2 separate regions of the Mus musculus genome follow, and region 2 is linked to region 1. Evidence: chromatin contacts called from public promoter capture Hi-C data. All regions are on one chromosome and are shown on one strand. Each heading gives the region's core, a stretch centred on a gene start, on an enhancer-like site or on the middle of the called end of the contact. The rest is flanking DNA. Distances are from core to core; before and after follow the strand shown.

Region 1 (7,420 bases), core at 3,254-5,753:
GTGCCCATCATTCAGCCCAGACCCAAAAGGCAGAATGCATGAAGCATGTTGCTATGGGAAGCTGTGAAGCACAGAGGAAGAAGATACTTTAGCCTGAGATGGAGCCTGAGATGAGAAGGATAGGACATTTTTTCAGAATAGAAATGAGTCAGGTGATTAAGGAGCAGGAAGTACCCCAGGCATTCAGAACTAGGAATTTGTAGCCTATATATATTAAAATGTTGAGGCTTTGGGGGTGGGGTGTGGGGAGGGGTATCAGGAGATAGCTGTGAGGCAGTTAGTGATCTAGTGGGTAGGTCTCTTCTTGAGACTTTGAGTGTTTGTATTTCCCTCAGGAAACCGTTGCATTAGATGGGAGAGAGTGAAGTACTGATTTCAGGGACTGTTGACCCTAGAATTTGCTTATTTAGTAGCTATGAAGATAGATCATCCTAGCTTGACTTTCAGATTCCATTGAGTGATTAAATATATTTGGGAGCTGTTACTTTGCTTCGAGAGTACAGAAAAAGAAGTGATAAGTTAATTAGTTCTGGGTGTGCTAAACTTCGTGCACCTTGGGAGAAGTAATAGAGTACAGAGCCATTTGGAGAACTGACTGTAAGGAGAGATAGTAGGTGACACTGTCACCTGTCAGTCCAATCTGGCCACCCTTAGGGGAACCTGGAAGAAATACATAGGTCTGCATTATAGGTGTTTGGCTAGGGCTCTAGTATAGAGTCTAGTGTTGGCTGATGCCTTGAGACTCCAGAGGCTTTTTTATGTTGGATGGTCTTTGCAGTTTGGTCCATCTTTTTTTGGTAATAATGAAAGAGTTGTGTCCTCAAGTTAAGGTTGGGAAAAACTTACTGTACTCTTGGGCCGTGGTGCTATTTGCCCATAAACTAGAGACTGGTGAGAAGGCTAGTTGGTGTGCTTAATGTAGAATCTGGTTTGGCTAGTGTTTTCTATTCCTGTACAAACATCGTGACCAAGAAGCAAGTTGGGGAGCTTACACTTCCACATTGCTGTTTATCATCAAAGGAAGTCAGGACTGGAACTTAAGCAGGTCAAGAAGCAGAAGCTGATGCAAAGGCCATGGAGGGATGTTGCTTACTGGCTTGCTTCTCCTGGCTTGCTCAGCTTGCTTTCTTATAGAACCTAAGACTACCAGCTCAGGGATGGCACCTCCCACAATGGGTCCTCCCAACCTTGATCACTAATTGAGAAGATGCCTTACAGCTGGATCTCATGGAGGCATTTCCTCAAGGGAGGCTCCTTTCTTAGTGATAACTCCAGCCTGTGTCAAGTTGACACATAAAACCAGCCAGTACATTGCCTTAGGGCTTGTTGGTCCTAAGGAGTTCAAGATTTAGCTTGTAAGTTATAGTACAGCATATCTGGGAAAGAGCCTAAGGTAATATTTAAGAATATGTGTTTGGACTTTGAGGAGACTCTGCAAAAGGAAGATGCTTAGAAGAATTTTAAGTCAGCATATAGAAATATAGAAATATAGAAATAACAACTCAGTTGTGAAAGTTGTTCTTCGCCTCCTTCACAGTCAACTGTTTAAATCACCAAGTCAGTAAGGTGCCTCCTTATGTATACATACGTCTACATGGAGTGCATGACCGGTGTCTGCTTGTTATTTGTCTTTGTCAGATCTGCAGGGACAGCTTTTCATTTTTTCCCACTCCTTCCCTGCCTCCGTTAGTGGCTCCAGGCTCAGTCTCATCATAGCCCACAAGAACCACCCACCAGGTGTTGAAAGAAAAACGGCTTGCTTTTTCCAGATCTTCCACATGGCTACGGTATTGCTATGTATCCTGTCAATCCACTAAACAGTCTAAAGGATGTTAAAAACCCTTAATAATTGTTAAATTTAATTGTCCAGACTGACAGTGTAAATACAGCTTCTCCAAATTGTAGAAAACCAGCTTATAATTGAATTTGAATGCAACCTGTTGGCAAAATAAGGACAGCTGGTATTTCCATACACTGCTACCAAATAGTTCCGTAAAAAAAGAAAACTCACAGATTGGCCCATATGAAAGACCATGAGTCACAAACTGTTAAGACAAGGTTTGTGGAGCTTTCTTTTGTTTTCTGTAGGAGCCAGCAAGTATATCCACTCTAGGAGACATGAGTCAGGTGGGCAGGACCATTTACATGAGAGTTTGAGCGTAAGTTCATCACAACCCGCCTGCTCTGTCTGTGTATGGACGGTGCACTTGCCCTTCTGAAGATGTGAGCAGCTATCTGTGCTGGTCTCTTTGTGTTCAGTGTAAAGGCTGATGTTGCTTTCATCATGGCAGCAGATTCAGAAGTAAAGTTGAAACCTCATTCTCTCATTGGGTGTCTATTCACAGCTCTACCTCAGCACTCTGTTTTCCATGCACAGTGTTATCTCACACTTCTTTATTTTTTACCATATATAGGGGAACTTTTAAATTGCGAAATCATTCATAAGGAACATTTTATAATGTGATATAAAGTGTAGGTTCTCATGCTACGAATATAGAAAACATGTAGACTTAACTCCCTATCAGCACGTGTGCTTTTGAAATCTAACTTTATGCCATGAGCTATTTTCTGCTTCAAATAAAAAACCAAATAACACAATTGATTTGTTTAAATGCTAGATATTAAACTCAGAGTGTTGAGCATGCTAATAAGCTAGCTCTGCACTGAACCAGGTTCCTGTGCCTCTCCCTCTTGATAGCGTCTTAGGCATCATCAAAACTCATTGCAGTAGTTTAACAATAACAGGTCTTTATTTTGCTATTTAAGCATCTGTTCAAATATTTAGTCTTTCTCTAAGAAATTTTATATAAAAATTAGGTACTTTTTAAAAAAATAGTATTTTCCACCCTAGTAAATGATTATGATAGTGAGGTAATAACTTCATTTTAAACATTTTTCTGTTCTAAAAACCTTATCCTAATAAGCTGGCCATGTATGTGCAATACTTTTTATATGATGAAGAATCTTCTGTTCTTAGACCTAAAAAAATAGTTTGATAGAGCACAGACATATAGCTTCAACCTGAGAGAGGGGAGAGGGGAGATTAGCAGGAATTTCCCCTCAGGTTCCAGTTTTGTAAGAAAACTTTCTTTTTAAAGATTTTTTAAAAAAATGTATATAAATAAATACTGTAGCTATCTTCGGACATACTAGAAGAGGGCATTGAATCCCACTACAGATGGTTGTTTGCCACCATGTGGTTGCTGGGAATTGAACTCAGGACCTCTGGAAGATCAGTCAATGCTCTTAATTGTTGAGCCATCTCTCCAGCCCATGAGAAAACTTTCAAAAGGGATCTTAAGGGAGGAGCAGTAAAGACCAGGGAGGTTGAGAAATAGGTTAATTATGAGGATGACGTAGACCATCTTTCACTTAACCATGTGACGTAGTACCTAGAAAGTATGTGGTAGTGAAGTGTTGGCACAGCCATGATACAAACTGGAATTTTCTGTTAAGATAGATTTCAACAGTCATGCTAGTTTAGGTGTTGCTGTTATTGTTTGAATTGAAAGGTTTTTATGGATGTAAGTTACTAAAGCCTGAGAGATTTGGGCTGTAGAAATGTTCTGACGGGCTGGTGAGATGGCTCAGTGGGTCAGAGCACCCGACTGCTCTTCCGAAGGTCAGGAGTTCAAATCCCAGCAACCACATGGTGGCTCACAACCATCCATAACGAGATCTGACGCCCTCTTCTGGAGTGTCTGAGGACAGCTACCGTGTACTTACATATAGTAAATAAATAAATATTTAAAAAAAAAGAAAAGAAAATAACTTTAAAAAAAAAAAAGAAATGTTCTGACTTCTTCCCTCCCTTAGATCTGAGTCTTATCAGAGCGTTTTTCTGAAACATGGGCAACTGAGGAGGTGATTATCCAGGGCAGTGAGATGATCTTCTTACAGCTCTCTCCTCCCACACACCTTCCTCTTCCCTTAGCATTCACCAGACCAGGGTTCTAGACTAGGTACCATTTGCTAACTCAAAGGAAAGACTTTTGTATAGTTGTTATCTCAGTTTAAATAAGTGAGTTGAACTAAATTAATTCTTTATTCCTTGTGTCTTAGTTACTTTTCTATGTGAAGAGACACTGACAAAGGCAACTTGTAGAAGGGTTTATTGGAGCTCACAGTTCCAGATGACCACCATGGTGGGAAGAATTGTAGCCTAGAGTCAGGCATGGCATTGGGGCAATAGCTGAGAGCTTACATTTTGATCAAGCATGAGGCACAGAGAGTTAACTGTGACTGGTGTGGGCTTTTGAAACCTTAAAGCTCATACCTAAGATACACTTCCTCCAAGGTCCCACCTCCTAATCCTTCCCATCAACCAACTAGGACCAGCTATTTGAACGTTAGAGCCTGTAGGAGTCATTCGAACCACCGTATTATAATATCCGGAAGGCGTTGTAGGGTCAGTCAGGAAGGAGGAAGACAGCCGAGCATGAGGAGCAGCTCGTTTCCACATGTGAGATAGAGCCGAGAGCAGTGGGAACACATGACCTGCTGACCGCTCCCCACTCTTCTCTGCCTTCCTCTGAGCCAGCTGGGGTCCTGAGCTTACAGGGCTATACTTGACCACATTTTGCAGATGAGGAAGGAAGTTACCTAATTTAGAAAAGTTAACTAATTTGACAAAGGTCACACATTGTCAAAAATAAAGCTGGGATTCAGAACTTGAACTCTAAAAACTTGCATAGACACTTACAGAGGTAGGGCAGGTACTGCAGAACTGTTAGGAGTGAAACACCCTTTGTCCTGTCTGCTATTATCTGACATCTCCACTTGTAGAATTGTTTTAAAGATTGTTTGAAGGTGAAAAAATGTTAAATATTAAAATATTTGAGATACCAACTGTTTACTTCTATGCTTGATTTGCTAGAACTCTGTAATTGTCTTACGTAGGACACCTGACTTTTAATAGTCTATATTCTCCTCATACCCCAATTTGTCATGTTTTATTATTTAATCCTTACAATAGCTCTGAAATATGAGCACGATAGTTTCATCTCAGTTAGTACAGGAGCAGCCAGCCTACATAGTGAGGTCCTGCTTCAGAAACAAAAGAAGACATTAAGGACGATTTTTAATATTTATGTAATTTAGTAGAGGCCAAATATTGCTGTATTTTCTTTTAAAAATATTTATTTTATGTATGTGAATACTTTGTCACTCTCATAACACCAGAAGATGGCATAGGATCCCATTACTGATGATTATGAGCCATCATGTTGTTAGGAATTGAACTTAGGAATTTAACTGCTGAGCCATCTCTCTAGCCCCAAATATTGCTGTTTTAACACACAATCCATACAAAATAGTATTAATGAAGTAGTTTTTATTCTTTGAAAAATACTCAATATTAGAAATCTGGTATATATTTTTCAGATCTCCATTTAAACTGGCCTCAGTTCGGTGACCAGAAATTATAGTATGACTATTGGCTACAATTTGGGCCAGTCGAGGTAATTACTATTAAAATACTGGGCCCACTTGGAAATTCTCATAATAATTTAATTATACTGCATTCTTGGACCAGCCTACAGAAGCCTGCTTTAAGAAGCAAAAGTCTGCCACTTCCATTTCCTCCTCATCAATTGTAATGAGTGCTGGATTTCTATCATATTCATTCCTTCACCGTGTTAGGTCAGTGTTCATCAGAATACTGGGTGAGGCTGGCCATTGTTCTAGAACAGTTGGTCTCAAACCCGTTTAGGGATCAAATGACTCTTTCAGTGGGGTCATCTGTGGCCATCGGAAAACACAGCACACAGACTTACATGATGATTCATAACTAGCAAAATTAGTTATAAAAAAGCAATGAAAATAATTTTATAGTTGGGGATTACCACAACATAAGGGTCATAATACTAGGGAGGTTGAAAACCACTCTTCTAGAACATCATAAAACTGCTTTCTCAACCCCCAACACCGTCATCCAAAGCCTAGAAAAGTATCACTGTATGCTTCTGGTTTTCATGATGTCATAATTTCTATGACTTGGAGTTATTCTTTCTTTGAAAGAGATCTGTAGGGTTTGGAGGGAGGGCCTTACAAGTTAATTCCTATGCTGAGTCTCAGGCTTCATGAGATTTCTTAGCATAACAAGGTACTTCTAACACTTCACAGAGCTAAGTTCTAAGTATTATGTTTTTTCTATAATCTGATTTTCAACATTATAGCTAGGTGGTGTTATTGAACTCCTTTAAATATCAGCACTCGGGAGGCAGAGGCAGGTGATTCTCTGTGTTCAAGGCCAACCTGGTCTACAGAGCTAGTTCGAGGACAGCCAGGGCTGCACACAGAAACCCTGTCTTAAAAAAACAAAATAAAACAAAATGACTGACTTTCCCCTAAAATAAGTAACTGTTGTCTAGCTTGTTGACAGGTCTTTTAGCATTACCTCTCCATCACTGTTTCTCTTTTAATTTTGATCATAAAATATAAGATGGGCCTCCATTATTTTGTGTATCTCTAATGCTCTAAAACTGGACAAAGCATCATCGTGAAAGCTGAACATTTGGGGTGGCTTCAAAAATAGAATAATTGTTGTACTTTTAGTATGTATTATATGATATAACTTAATATGGAATTTTTGATACCTTAATAGTTTTATTTGATTAAGCACAATGAATTACCATGCCCTGAAAAAAGCTTTGTCTTAATTTAGAAATAATTCTTATTCAGTTATTATTATTCTGCCTTTTCCGGTCAGCCTGAACGTTCTTGAGTACTTTACATTCAGGTCTCCACACCGTGATTCGGATGAGAAGGTGATTTTGCTTGGAGTCCTCTCTTGCTGGTTGTTTTTAATTATATATATTTTTTAACTTTTTGTGGAGGCCCTTGCAGTTTGAGCTGCTCACCTAAGTCAGCCCCACTGTCCTCCAGCTTTCTTCTCATGTTTGGTGTCAGAGAGCTAGTAAGCACAGGCCTTGGAAAGTGGGTTCATCAGCTAACCTTGCTGCCCGTTAGTCATTTTCCTTACATGTGTCAAAAACAAGTGAGTTTGAAGCTTTTCCACATAACAGATACTGAAAAGTTGACTATATTAACTAAACCATCAACTTGATCTCCAGAAATTAAATTTGTTACAAATTTGGCCAGAGTGATTATGTGTAACTTTTCTTACAGAAAGTGTAACTCTGATCATTTGAAGCCATTCAAACTTGCAAAATTTGTTACAAAGCTATTTTTGCAAAGGTGATAATTATAAAATCATTTAAAATATACATGAGAAACATGTTATATTCCTTCCCATTTAGAAAATTATAAGCCACCATAAAATGTTTTCTATGCTTTATTATCTAAAGAATTAGTACAGAAATTTTTATTAGTAAACATAATATCAAGAACAATGGGGCACATCTGTAGGAAAAGAATGCTTGCATGTCTTTTCCTGTATAGTTCATCTAGATGATAATTT
Region 2 (7,420 bases), core at 2,328-4,827, 230 kb after region 1:
AACAACACTCCTTGCTGCAAACAAGGAGTGGAACCAGCCCAGGAGAAAGCAGGCAACACAGGTGAAAAAGGAGTTAGAGATCTGAACACTGCTTTGACATCAGCCACGGAGATGCAGAGTATGGAGTTTGCCCAGCTGGTTCCCTATCTTGCTTTGGGAATTACTGTTAATTTATTGGTTGAATCTCAGAAGAGACTTAGAACTTTGGACTTTTAATGTTGTTGAAACTACTATAGACTATGGGGACTTTGAAAGTTGGACAAAATGTATTTTGCATTATGCTATGTTTAGGTATGGCCCCCATAGATTCATATGTTTGAACAAGCCTATGGGGGCCAGGGAATGGAATGTTATGGTTTGTATATGCTCAGTCCAGTGAGTGGCACTATTAGAAAGTGTGGCCCTTTTGGAGTAGGTGTGTCACTCCGTGTGTGGGCTATAAGACCATCCCCCTAGCTGCCTGAAATTTAGTCTTCCATTAGCAGCCATAAGATGAAGAGGTAGTTCTCTCAGACCTTTCTTACCATACATGCATAGATGCTGCCATGTTCTTGCCTTGATGATACTGGACTGAATCTCTGCACTTGCAAGCCAGCCCCAATTAAATGTTCTTTAGAAGAAAAAAAAAAAACCTCACCAAATGTATGCTCGTGTGGCTGCCCAGATTTTGGCCAGTTTTGCTGACTTTTGTGCCTTGTTTATAATTTTATTAATATTTTTTTAAATGTGCAAATGAAAGCATCATGCACAAAGATTAATCAGACCCAAAGTTTAAAACTTGATGAACTTTCATACAGTTAGAGTTGGCATTCCAAATAAAACTTGGGACTGCATACCACTCTAATGGCAGGGGTGCATGGCCAAAGAAGTGATTCGTTGCATTAGAATCCCATAGACAACTTATAATCATGTTGGGTCACCTGGAAGCTCCAGAAAACATGAATGGTTACCACTAAGTCACTGAAGGGATCTCTGATGATAGCAACAGGAGTACCTGTCGATTTTATTTTGGAGAAAGTCTAGAGCTTTTTGTTGGAGGGTCTTATTCAAGGCAGTCCGAGTTGTTCAGGTACCCTGAGTAGCCTGACCCTTCCAAGATAAAGCTAATTGTGACTGAAGGGTCATTCAGAGAGGCAGATCATTATGGGATGACATCCCATACAACCTGTTGTTGACATATTTGTTACCTATGGACACCCGCAGGGGGTGTAGAATGAGTGCCACATGAAGATGCTAAGCCTGTGAGTTGCTTTGCAGAGGACTACTTCAGGGAAAGATGTGTTATTTCCCTGTGATGGTTAGCGTTAAATGCCAGCTTGGCAGAATCTAGAGTTTCTTGGGAGATGGGCTCCTGAGGATGCCTATAGATCATTCTCCTGATAATATTATTTGAAGGAGGAATACCCATGCACTATGGGTGGCACTATTCTCTGGCTAGGATCCTGGGGTGTATAAGTGGAAAAAAGGAGCTGAGGCACTGCATGCACCCACTGCTCCCTGCTTACTAATCATGGATTCAGTGTGACCAGTAAGTCTCCTGGTCCTACCAACATGTCTTCCTTACCTACTTTCATGTCTTCCCTGACATTTATCCCCCTGGAACTATGTGGTGGTTTTAACAAAAGAAACCCCATAGGCTCATGTATTTGAATGCTCGGCCTATAATTGATAGAACAGTTCTGGGAAGGATTAAGAGGTGTGGCCTTGTTGAAGACACTGTGTCACTGGGGGTGGGCTTTGGGTTTTAAACCCCCCCCCCTCTCTCTATCACTTCCTCTCCCTCCTCTTCCTCTTCCTCTTCCCTCCCTCTCTCCCTCCCCCTTCTCTGTCATTCACTCTCTTTCCCTCCATCCCTTCTCCTCCATCCACCCCCAACTCTCAGGCTATATTATCCAAGCCTGCTTACATGCTGCCCTGTTCACCATTATGATAGTCATGAAGTGGCCCTCTGAAAATGTAAGCAAGCCCCTGATTAAATGATTTCTTATATAAGCTGCCTTGGTTATGGTATCTTTTCACAACAATAGAAAAATAACTAAAATAAACTGCAAGCCAAAATAAAGTATATTGCCCTTTAAGTTGCTTTTGTCAGGGTAATTTATCATAACCCCTCAAGATTAGCTTCAACGACACTTCAGAACTCCAGTTATTCCTTTCGCCATCTCTCCCTGAAGTATCAGTGGTTACTTGTGTCTCCAGTGAATAATAAATAAAACAAAATATATGAACATATATAGGTTGATTTGCTGTTTTCTTTTTTAAGGAATTGAGTCAGTATGTAGCTCAGTTGGTAGAATATTTTCTAGATTGCACTAAACTCAGGGTTTGAGCCTCAATAGTGTACAAATTACATGTGGTTACACATACCTACAATCCCAGCACTGGAGACGTGTAGGCACCAGAAGTTCAAGGTCATTGAATTAGAAGTTCAAGGTCATTTTTGGCTACACAGTGAGTTAAAGGCCAGGCTTCATTATAGGAGAACTCATCTAGTTTTTCTTTTTTTAATTTGAAATATAGTCTTGCTATATTATCCAGGCTGACCTCCAACACTAGGCTCAAAGGATCCTATTGCTCTCGCTTCCCAAACATTCTCTCTCTCTCTTCCTCTCTCTCTCTCTCTCTCTCTCTCTCTCTCTCTCTCTCTGTGTGTGTGTGTGTGTGTGTGTGTGTGTGTTTCTGAGCTCAGATCCAAAAACCCTGGAAAGGGTGGGCAAGTGTTTATCACTGCCCTATCGCCACAGAATTTTTATGGGTATGATTTAGACTTCTTAAAGCTAGAGCTTATCCCTTCCTCTCTCCCAAACAACAAACAAAATAGAAAATAACCCTTCAATTTTATTTAGAGTTTTATAGTGATCCATTATGGAATACCTGTAAAGTACACTGCACACGCACAATTATGAAACATATTTACTCATTTGAGAAACTGTCCTCCCTCTGTCCTTTCACTGGTTTCTCTTCCCCCACCTTCCCCATTCATGTCACCTAAACCTTGATTTCTATTCACTTGTTCCTCAGTCCCGCAGACTATTTTGATTACATCTGTTGATTCTGAAACAGAGTTCAAGAAATTTTGTAGCCCCATCCCCAATTTACTCTCATGGTTACAAAGTTTTCCATTTTGTTCTTCACAACTCTCTCTTTCACAACTTTTTCCCCCTTTTCTTTCTGAGAACCCTACTCCCAGGCGAGCGCTCTGAGCTATGTTCCTAGTCACTTCCTAACATCTCAAAGGCATTGATTAGCACAGGACCTGACACAGTGTTGACTCCCCGACTAGAAGTTTGTTACAGTGTTGAATGATCTAAATGGAGACAGAAAGTTAATACATTAAACTTGCTTCTTTTGGGTGGACTCTCTGCCCTTCAGCCCTGAATTGACTGTGTTTGTAAGTTACTGAGCGACAAGAAGCCACTAAGACTACATTTCCCAAAAAGGATTGCGGCGCCACCAGCATGTCCGGGCTCTCTAGAAACTTCCGGGTTGTGCGGGCGGAGCCTAAAGAATCCTCCAATGGTCTGACTGGACGAGGAACTTGGTCCGACAAACGTCATGTCCCGGGAGCCAGTCAGCTGAAAGGTGGGTGGGCGGTGCGGGGGCGGCGTCACTGAGCAGCGCCCGCCTATCGCGCCTTATCTTTGCAGCTTTAGTCGGTGCCTGTTTCTTGCCTCTTTCCCCCACTGCTCGTTTCCCCGTTTCCATGTCCCTGGTGGGTGCCGCACCCCAGAACATCCCACGCACATGGCCTCCAGCTCGAGGGAGTCCTCGTTCTCTTCCTGCTCGTCGAGCTGTGACTTGGACGACGAGGGAGTGCGCGGCACCTGCGAAGATGCTTCTCTCTGCAAGAGGTGCCTGGGGGCGCTGGGTTTGGGATGGGAGCTGGTGTCCCGAGCCTAGGTGGCTAGAGGGCCACTGACCAAGGCATACGCTAGGACACTGGGAAGGGGCTGTCGCACTCATCTGGAGCGGCCCTGGCTTCACACCTGGGAAGTGCACGGAGCAGGGAGAGGTTCATTTAAGTCACAATTAACGAGTGTGTGTGAACCCGGGGTACCACGACTGGGAGTAAGGCTCTGAACAAAGCTTGCAAGATCTTAGCCTTCAGGAAAGACAGGGTGTGTTGCAAGTAATAACTACAGCTTTGCTGGGTTAGAAAAGGAACTTTGCTTGGTAGGTTACAATCCTGTTGAAATTGGTCATTATTCCCCATTGTGCAGCTGAAGCTCAAGTCTATGAGGGAGGGGTAGATTGCAGGTCCCAGCACCCGCAGTGTTTGTAGAATCAGCACTATACATAGGTCACAGTATTTATGGAGTTGTAGTAGGTGGTGGTGGTGGGTCTTGTCAGTGCACAAGAAAACATAAAGCTTGCATGTCCTTCATTCCTGCAACAAAGCTATTGAGACAGTACACTGTGCCTTACTTTGAGCTAATTGGTAGGGTTTGCTTTCAGTGATTGCAAATACTTAAAGGAGCAAAACAGACATGGTGTTGACATACTAGACTCACAGCCTCGTTGGGAGGAGCAGTAAACTCATACTTTAGTGTTGGGCTCTTGGAGATGTCTTTAGAGTTTGAAATTTATCCAGGGATGTTTAAACTGGCAAGAAAAAGCCTGAGACAGGGAAGTAGGACAATGTTCAGAACTAGGGACGAGTGTGGGCTTTGGAACAATTAGGACAATGCCCTGGAGAGAGGCGTGGGCTGGGGGCCAGAGAGGTGTTATAGTGTGGGGAATACAAGTTTTGGAATGAAGTGTTGCACTCTTTGTAGGGTCTTAGAAACTAAGCAATGGGATTTAAAGCATCAGTCCTGGAGCCAGACTGCCTAAGCTATATAAACTTGGGCAAGTTCCTAATGTGTATGTGTGTGTGTGTTGGGGGCATGCATGTGTGGGTGACTACCTGTGCATCCTAGAGGAGGATGTTGGGTATCCTGCTCTATCGTTCTGCCTTGTTCCCTTGAGATAAGATCTCTCACCTTTTCAGCCAGACTGGTTAGGTAAGGAGCAAACCTTAGAGACCTCAGCAGTCTTCCTGCCCCCAGCCCCCATCACGGGTTGCAGGTGCGTGAAAAGCCATGCCCTTCTTTTTTATTGTGCTGGGGATCCAACTCAGTCCTCAGGCTTGTACAAAAAGTGTTCTTACCCACTGAGCCATCTCCCCAGCCCCCTAACTTTTTTTTTTTTTTTTTTGCCTTAGATTTCTTGTCTCTGAAGTAGGGGCTGGGGAGAGAGCTTAGTTGGGAAAGTGCTTGCTGTGCAACCATTGTGACCTGAGCTCATATGCCTGTAACCCCCATCCTGGGGATTGGGAACAAGGGGTTCCCTGGAGCTCCCTGACCAACTTGGTCTAGCTAAATTGGCAAGTTCCAGGTTCAATGAGAAACCCTGTCTCAAAAAATAAGGTGGAAAGTGATAGAGGAAGACACCCGCTATCAATCTCAGGACCGAGCATGTGCATGCATAGCTGTATACATCTGCACATGCAGGTACGCCCGCGTACATCACACAGTAAAAGCGTGTGTGTGTGAGAAAGAGACAGAGACAGACAGAAGCAGATGTGGCGTGGCGGGTGGCAGCGATCTGGTCTCTTAAGTGGCTTTGAAGATTCAGTGATACTCTCTGCTATCCACTATCAGTAGATCCTTTCGAGTAGTGGAGGCTGTGGTTTGCATTCAGAGCTTTTTGCACTGGATCCTTGTCTCTGAGAATCTGGTTTGGATTTTGTTGTTGTTGTTGTTTCTGTTTTTTGTTTTGTTGTTGTTGAGTTTTTTTTTTCCCTTGTTTTGTTTTTCTACACAGGGTTTCTCTGTGTAGCCCTGGCTGTCTTGGAACTTGCTCTGTAGACCAAGCTGGCCTCTAATTCACAGAGATCTGCTTGCCTCTGCCTCTTGGGTGCTGGGACTAAAGGTGTGTGCCACTACCATCTGCCATATGTATATTTGTGTCTTTGTGAGTGCACATTGTGTTGGCAGGTCCTCTAGAGTTGGGGTTATAGACAGTTATAAACCACCCAATGTATGTGCTGGGAATTGAACTTGGGGTTCAGTACTTGATCTTAAGCATTAACCACAGAGCCATTTCTTCAGCCCCATAAATTAATCCTTAAGCTATATGTGAGTATTCTGTGTCTCTTGGTTTCTGTGATACTGTAATAGGCATCCTTGAACAACTTTTTTTTCAAATTACATTTATTCACTTTATATATATGTGTCAGCAGGCAGTGTAGGACAGGTCATTTCTCTTCTTTCACCCTGTTGGGCCTGGGTATTGAACTCAGAGCATCACATTTGGTTGCAAACACCTTCTTCCTAAGCCATCTTGCCTGTGAGACCAACATCTTCATTGTATCACATAAAACTTCTCAGTCTTGTCAAAGGTTGTGATATCACTAGATGCTTGCCTGTGGGGCATAGGAGCAAGTTATCCTTCTCTGCCGAAGTCTTCCTTTCTTTTTTTAAAATGGGGATCACAAAGTTAGCATACCTTTTGGTTGTTACTACAGGATTAGTACAAAGTGAAGTTGTCACTAGTTTACTGGTAGTAGTTTGGATTTCCTTCCCGTCAGAATATTATTTGGTTGAAGTTGCTGAGCATGTATTAGCAGTGGGTCTGGCTGGTTCCTGCCACTGTGAGTTACAGCATCAAATCCATAAGGCAACATTTAAAAAGTCCATTGGTCCCCCAGGGTACCTGCAGTTCTGTCACTGTGTGTTGGTTTGCCCCCTCCGTTGGTACGGAGTCCTGGAACAGTGGTGAGGTTGTCTGCGTTCGGAGGCTGTGGTGAGGATTGAGTGTGGAGTGTTTTCAGCAGTGGCTGCAGCAGATGCTTCAAACTGGCTATCATTGCCACTCTTACGTCGTCAGAATCGGGGCCTGCTCTGACACATCAGGTTTGTAATTACGTGGTTCCTGATGTGTCACTGTTGGTAGATGGTGCCCGTGAGAACTGTTGAGGCCTTTAAAAAGGTTTAATGTATTTCTTTGTTTCCTTTTTCTTTTTTGGTATATATGTGTGTGTGAATATTTGTGTGTTGGTTAAGTGTTGGTGTGTGTGTGTGTGTGTGTGTGTGTGTGTGTATGTGTGTAGGTTCATGATCCTGTGCACACCCGTGTGGCGGCTGGAAAAGGATATCATAGGTGTCCTTTCATTAGACCTTATTCCTCCAAGGCAGGGTCTCTTGCAGAACCTGGAGCTCTCAGTTTTCAGTTAGGTTTACAACCTGCAGGTCCTGTCAATTGACCCACCCCACACTGGGATTACAGGCATGTGCAAGGCCAGGCTTGGCTTTTTGTGTGTGTGCTGAGATCATAACCGTTGAGCCATCTCTCCAACCCTGGATATTGTTTCTTTTTGTTTTGTTTTGTTTTGTTTTGTTTTTTTTTTTTTTTTTGTTTGTTTTTCGAGACAGGGTTT

The links. Promoter capture Hi-C pulls out the DNA fragments that hold promoters and counts their contacts.
Region 2: a contact with region 1 is called in a promoter capture Hi-C map of hematopoietic stem and progenitor cells. The contact joins the promoter of Lcmt1 here to the enhancer-like site in region 1. A contact is called at or near these places in 4 of 39 promoter capture datasets (the HPC-7 cell line, hematopoietic stem and progenitor cells and pre-B cells) and 3 of 9 other capture datasets (adipose tissue, liver and pancreatic islet).

What each region holds. Positions count from the first base shown.
Region 1 is chr7:123,144,633-123,152,052 of GRCm38.p6, forward strand. The region is part of intron 3 of Tnrc6a (trinucleotide repeat containing 6a); the gene reads left to right. Among named protein-coding and RNA genes, the nearest start is that of Tnrc6a, 24 kb to the left of the region's middle. Within about 2 kb of position 4,504, at least 25 of the 459 cell types and tissues checked have an H3K27ac peak or open chromatin away from gene starts, as enhancers often do. A contact at or near this core is called in the HPC-7 cell line and hematopoietic stem and progenitor cells, where this site is marked.
Region 2 is chr7:123,374,405-123,381,824 of GRCm38.p6, forward strand. Lcmt1 (leucine carboxyl methyltransferase 1) reads left to right here and starts at 3,578. Exons shown (of 11, transcript NM_025304.3): 1 at 3,578-3,851. The coding sequence starts at 3,745.